2 separate regions of the Sus scrofa genome follow, and region 1 is linked to region 2. The links are chromatin contacts, called in public Hi-C maps. All regions are on one chromosome and are shown on one strand. The core of a region is the stretch at or near the end of the contact, and the rest is flanking DNA. Distances in the headings are between cores, read along the strand shown.

Region 1 (2,847 bases), core at 17-2,516, 220 kb before region 2:
AAATTGCAAGGGATGCATTTCAGAAGGAGGAGGAGAGGAGAGCTGAACATGAGCGGATACCATCCATGTGCGTTTTTAAACCGAAAAGGATTACACCAGACATTTGACCTCAAAACCCAACCCTTCCCACTCGAAAGCTAAAGTGAAATTTTACTGTTTTCACTCACTTGGGCATTTTTTCAAAAGAAGGCCTTGAGTCACTGCTGGCAAAGGTTTTAAAGAGCCTGTCAATTAATCCAGTGCCCCTCCCCCGCCCACCAGACCGGGACAGTGACAGATGGCATCTGTGTCGACTTCAGCAGGGCTTTTGATTTTGTTCCACATGGTTTACTCATCAAACCCAAAAGAAACAGGCCTCCGCCCCCCAGCTCGGAGGTGGCACGGAGGGGCCGGCACATTGGCTTCCGCATTTTATCAGCGGCCCAACGCCCTCGGCTGGGGCTCCCCAGAAAAGGATGTGATGCAGAACCAGTGACATGGCCCTTCTCTTTCTCGGGCCTCGCGGGGCACCCACGGGAAGTGGGGAGGGCTGAGCAGGGAGAGAGAAGCCAGGCTCACGACAAGGGCCACCCCGGGGACGTGGTTTCCTGGGACAATGGAGGCACAGACCTGCTTCCGTCTGAGCTTGGAAACTGGTCTAAGACGGAGCAAAAGATGTGGCTGAGCGGGGATCAGGCACTGCAGGCTGCCGGGGAGACCCGGGAGGGGAGGGGTCCTGGCGACTTTGTCACTAGTACTGTCTCTTTTCTTTTCTTTTTTTCTTTTCTCTTTTTTCTTTTTAATATTTTATTTTATTTTATTATTTTATTTTATTTGTTTTGTTTTGTTTTGTTTTGTTTTATTTTATTTTATTTGCTTTTTAGGGCAACACCCAAGGCATATGGAAGTCCCCAAGCTAGGGGTCCAATCGGAGCTGCAGCTGCCAGTTTACACCACAGCCACAGCAGCACCGGATCTGAGCCATATCTGCGACCTACGCCACAGCTCATGGGAGCGCCGGATCCTTAACCCACTGAGAGGGGCCAGGGATTGAACCCAAAACCTCATGGTTCCTAGTTGGATTCATTAACCACTGAGCCACGTGCAAAACTAAGGGGGCTGGGGGGACGTGGGGGAGGTACGCCATGGCCTTTGGGGTGGCTAATCTTTGCCAGGAACGTCTCCTTCTCTGGTTCAGGGAGGCGGCACCCAGCACAGACCCAGGAGGCTGCGTGGTGTCTGGAAGCAGGGGAAAGAGGCCCAAACCACAGCCCAGCTCTGCCCCTCACACAGAGGTCGTGGTTCTAGGCACAGAAGCAGGACACGTCTGCTTGGTCATTCATTCATTCAGCCACTCATTCGCTCATTCACTCACTCCACCTGTGTCTCCTGCCCAGAGGAGATCTGGGGTTGACCCCCACAGGGTCTCAAACTCACCTGCCCAGAGAGTGTAGACAGGTAGGGGACTGGGTCAAGCAAGCCCAGGGGAGGACAATGGTTAGTGGCCCTCTAACCCAGCTGGCGGTGCCATGCGGGGAGGCCTCGGAGTCCCCATCGTCAACTTCCAGGAAAACCCGATTTCAGATCTGCACGTGTTGCCCAGTGAAAGTTAGCTACCAAAAACTACCCCCCTTCCGCCCCCCGCCAGGTGGCCCAAACCACACCTCTCTGTGAACTCAGTTAGGTGGTCAGTTCACAACTCCTGCCCCCGCCACAGGTCCTACGGTCTCCCGGCCCCCTGGGACGCACGTCCCCAGCGTCCTACTTCACGGTCAGTGCTGGGTCACGGGTCACCGGCACCACTGCCTTGGAATGCTGAAGGACTGGAGGCCCACGTCAGGAGTGGGGAAGGCGTTCGGACAACTGACCTCTCACGGGGAGAAAAGGTCTCTGCAGGACGAGGAGAGAATCACGTGCAAGGAGAAAAATTGACCAGAGGCTGAGGTTACCCGGGCAGACCCTTCCCGCGCTTTTGGCCCCCACAGCCCCGGACCCCACCTGTCCAGCCGCCCCTGTTTCTCCGTATCCTGTGACGGCCCCTCATCTTCTAGCCAACTTCCATTTTTAAAATTTTTGTATTGACCTCTGGTTGGTTCACAATGTTGGGCTAATCCCAAGTACACAGCAAAGCGAGTCAGTGATACATACATAAATACATAAATACATATACACGTATGTATTCTTTTCCACATTATTTCCCATGAGTGGTACCATTATGGTTTATCCTAGGATACTGAATATAGTTCCCTGTGCTCTACAGTAGGTCTTTGTTGTTCACCTATTTTATTTTTTTCTTTTTTTTTAATTACTCAATGGATTTTATTACATTTATAGATGTACAGTGATCACCACAACCCAATTTTATAGCATTATTGTTCACCTTTTTTTTCTTTTTCTCTTTTTGTCCTTTTAGGGCCACATCCACGGCATGTGGAAGTTCCCAGGCTAGGGGTTCAGTCGGAGCTGTAGCCGCTGTCTATGCCAGAGTCACAGCAATGCCAGATCCGAGCCATGTCTGCGACCTACACCACAGCTCACAGCAACGCCGAATCCTTCACCCACTGAGCGAGGCCAGGGATCGAACCCATAACCTTGTGGTTCCTAGTCAGATTCGTTTCTGCTGCGCCACGACGGAAACTCCCTGTTCACCTGTTTTATGTGTAGTAGTGGGTATCGCTTTCCAACATTAAATTGAAGACTTAAAACTCACGGTCTGGAGTAGACTGCCCCCAATTTTTGGGACCCCAACAGTGCTTTTTTTAAATGTGAACAAATTGGAGTGTTTCGAAAACAAGAAATTACCTAAACATCTAGATCTCTTAAAAACTCAAAAGACTGTCATCCCTTCCCGTGGCTTCAGGGGTCTGA
Region 2 (2,756 bases), core at 129-2,628:
CTCACGCTAGGGGTGTTTGGGGAAATATGCAATTTGGCAAAGGGTGGGTGGCTTCCCACTGAGAGGAGCGCTTGGAAGCTGGTCCCTAGAGATGGATGTGCTGCCTTTCGGGTACATCTGGGGTGTGGGAGGTTGCAGAAAACCTGCAGAGACCTACCCAAACTGGTTTTGCTGCTGACAGCACTGATCCTTTAAAGGCTGAATTCCATCACATACACGGCACGAAATCTGCCATTGTAACCAATTTTAAGTATACAACTCAATGGCGCCAGCTACATCCGCAGTGTTCTACAAACATCAGCATGATTTCCCAAATGTTTCGTCACCCTAGATAGAAATGCTGTACTCATTAAGCGAAAACACTCCCTTCGCTCCTTTCCCTGCCTCCAGCCCCGGTAACTGCTAATAAATTTCTTTATAAATTTGCCTATTCTAGATATTTTATATTAAACAAAATCATACAGTATCTGTCCTTTTGAACCTGGCTTATTTCAAGGTTCATCCATGCGGTAAAACATATATATCAGACTGTTATTCTTATTATGGCTGAATATTGGTGTGTTTTTAATTATAGTTGATTCAGAATGTTGTGCCAATTTCTGCTGCACAGCATAGTGACCCAGCCATACACATATATACATTCTTTTCTCATCCTATCCTCCATCATGTTCTATCCCAAGAGGCTGGGTATAGTTCCCTGTGGGGCTCGGTAGGATTGCATTGTTTATCCATGCTAAACGTAACAGTTTTCACCTACTAATTCAATCTTCCCCACCCATCCCACTCCCTCCCCCTCCCCCTTGGCAACCCTAAGTTCCTTCTCTATGTCTGTGAGTCCGTTTCTGTTTTTTATGTAGGTTCGTTTGTGCCATGTTTCATAACCCACATATAAATGATATCACATAGTATTTGTCTTTCTCTGACATACTTAATCTGAGAGTCTCTCGTTGCGTCTACATTGCTGCAGATGCGTGGCTGGATGTTATCGCTCTGTATTTATACCTCATTCCATTTCCCCACTCGTCTGCACTTCTCGTCTTTTCATTGCTCTCCCTGCCTCCTGATGATGCCAATATTCTGGGCAAGTGGAACTCAAGGCTCTACGGAGTTCAGTCCCGACGCCCCTGCCGGCCATTGAGCCCACGCGCCCCCTGGTGGCAGGAGGCCAAACCTACTTCCGCATCAGACCAAAACGTCCATCAACCGAGGCACAGCTTCCCACCCTTCTGCTTTGAAGCCTTTGCGCCCCTTGTCTCCCTCCCTGGAATGGTCTCCCTCTATTTCCTCAGGTCAGAGCCAGCTCAAAGCCCAGCTACAGCACAACCCTCTCTACTTTCCCATGGGCACGGTCACCCCTCTCTCTATTAAACTCCCAGAGGACTTGAACCCCCGTAGCACTTACTCGCCTCTGCTCTGCTCTTTGAAGGCAGCCCTCCGCAGAGCCGTCTTCTTCCACCGCGCGGTGTTGAGTATAGAAGGGGACATCAACATACATCTTCCCAACTGAGGTCACACACGTCAAGAGGACTGGAACGGCGTGTTTTCCCGGAGAGCTGGCAGCTGGATTATTGGGCTGTGTGAAAAGGCACTGACTTGTTTTTAACAGCTGAACCTGCGACACATGGAAGCTCCTGGGCCAGGGGTTGAATCTGATCCTTGAACCCATTGCGCCAGGCTGGGAATTAAACTGGCACCTCCCCAGCAACCCAAGCACTGCAGTCAGATTCTTAACCCAGTGTATCACAGCGGGAACTCCAAAAGGCATTTACTTTTTTTTTTTTTTTTTTTTTTTTTTTGGCTTTTTAGCGCTGCACCCATGGCATGTGGTGGTTCCCAGACGAGGGCTCCAATCAGAGCTACAGCTGCCAGCCTACACACAGCTCACAGCAATGCCGGATCCTTAACCCACTGAGTGAGGCCAGGGATGGAAGCTGCAACCTCATGGTTCCTAGTCAGATTCATTTCCACTGCGCCATGACGGGAACTCCGGCATTTACATTTTAAATGAAACGAAAAAGTAACTGTTAGAACAAAATCTAATGGCTGTGGGAAAGAGATCAATTTAGAAGAAATTATAGAAAGGGGAATCAGAATAATGATTTGGGCCTCAGATGTCCAGCAATTATATAGGGTATGGTCACTAAACAAAGTGGACCTGGTATTTTCCAGCCAGAGGAGAAAGACTCTAATCCAGCGAGGCATGGCGGAAGGGCCCCAGAGATGGGGTCAGCAGGACAGAGGAAGGTCAGGGAGGGTGGAGCAGAGCACAGGGCTCCCTGGAAGCCCAGGTCCGTTCTGCGCCCTTCAAGGAATTAATCCCTAAGGCCATGCTGCTGCATTGGGTTGTTGCCCCTCAGTGCTGCCTGCTGGGAGCTAGGAGCTTTCCTGCCTTAGGGTAGAATCTATTCCTGTCTTATTACGTTTTAGCCTTGCTGTTACTGGGAAATACAGAAGGGGTTTGCTGGCAAAGGAAGACGGCGAGGAAGCCGAGCGCTTGAGTGAGAAGGTGGTCCTGGGAAGCTGGAGGCGACACCCCATTCTGATTGGCTGGCAGCTCATGCGCCACCTAGTGATGTGAAAAGGTCCTGCTCCTGGGGGCAGCTTAAGCTGTCCTGGGCAGAGGTTTAGACAGATGACCTGCTTTGGGATGTTTTAACTCTGGGGCTGACCTTCCATGAGACTAGGGTGTGAGTAAATCTGGCTGAATTATCATGATTCCCAGGAAAGTGAGTCCAGGAGAGACTCAGAAAAGAAGG

What was found. A called contact is a pair of places that touch in the nucleus more often than the background predicts.
Region 1: a Hi-C map of retroperitoneal adipose tissue shows a contact between it and region 2, with 2.8 times the contacts expected there. The contact joins two enhancer-like sites. A contact is called at or near these places in 2 of 47 Hi-C or Micro-C datasets (retroperitoneal adipose tissue and subcutaneous adipose tissue) and 1 of 2 datasets of contacts at active chromatin or transcription factors (skeletal muscle).

The regions. Positions count from the first base shown.
Region 1 is chr15:136,543,665-136,546,511 of Sscrofa11.1, reverse strand. No RefSeq gene overlaps it. Among named protein-coding and RNA genes, the nearest start is that of ACKR3, 170 kb to the right of the region's middle. Within about 2 kb of position 1,266, at least 15 of the 83 cell types and tissues checked have an H3K27ac peak or open chromatin away from gene starts, as enhancers often do. A contact at or near this core is called in retroperitoneal adipose tissue, where this site is marked.
Region 2 is chr15:136,326,448-136,329,203 of Sscrofa11.1, reverse strand. No RefSeq gene overlaps it. Among named protein-coding and RNA genes, the nearest start is that of IQCA1, 5.1 kb to the right of the region's middle. Within about 2 kb of position 1,378, at least 6 of the 83 cell types and tissues checked have an H3K27ac peak or open chromatin away from gene starts, as enhancers often do. A contact at or near this core is called in retroperitoneal adipose tissue, where this site is marked.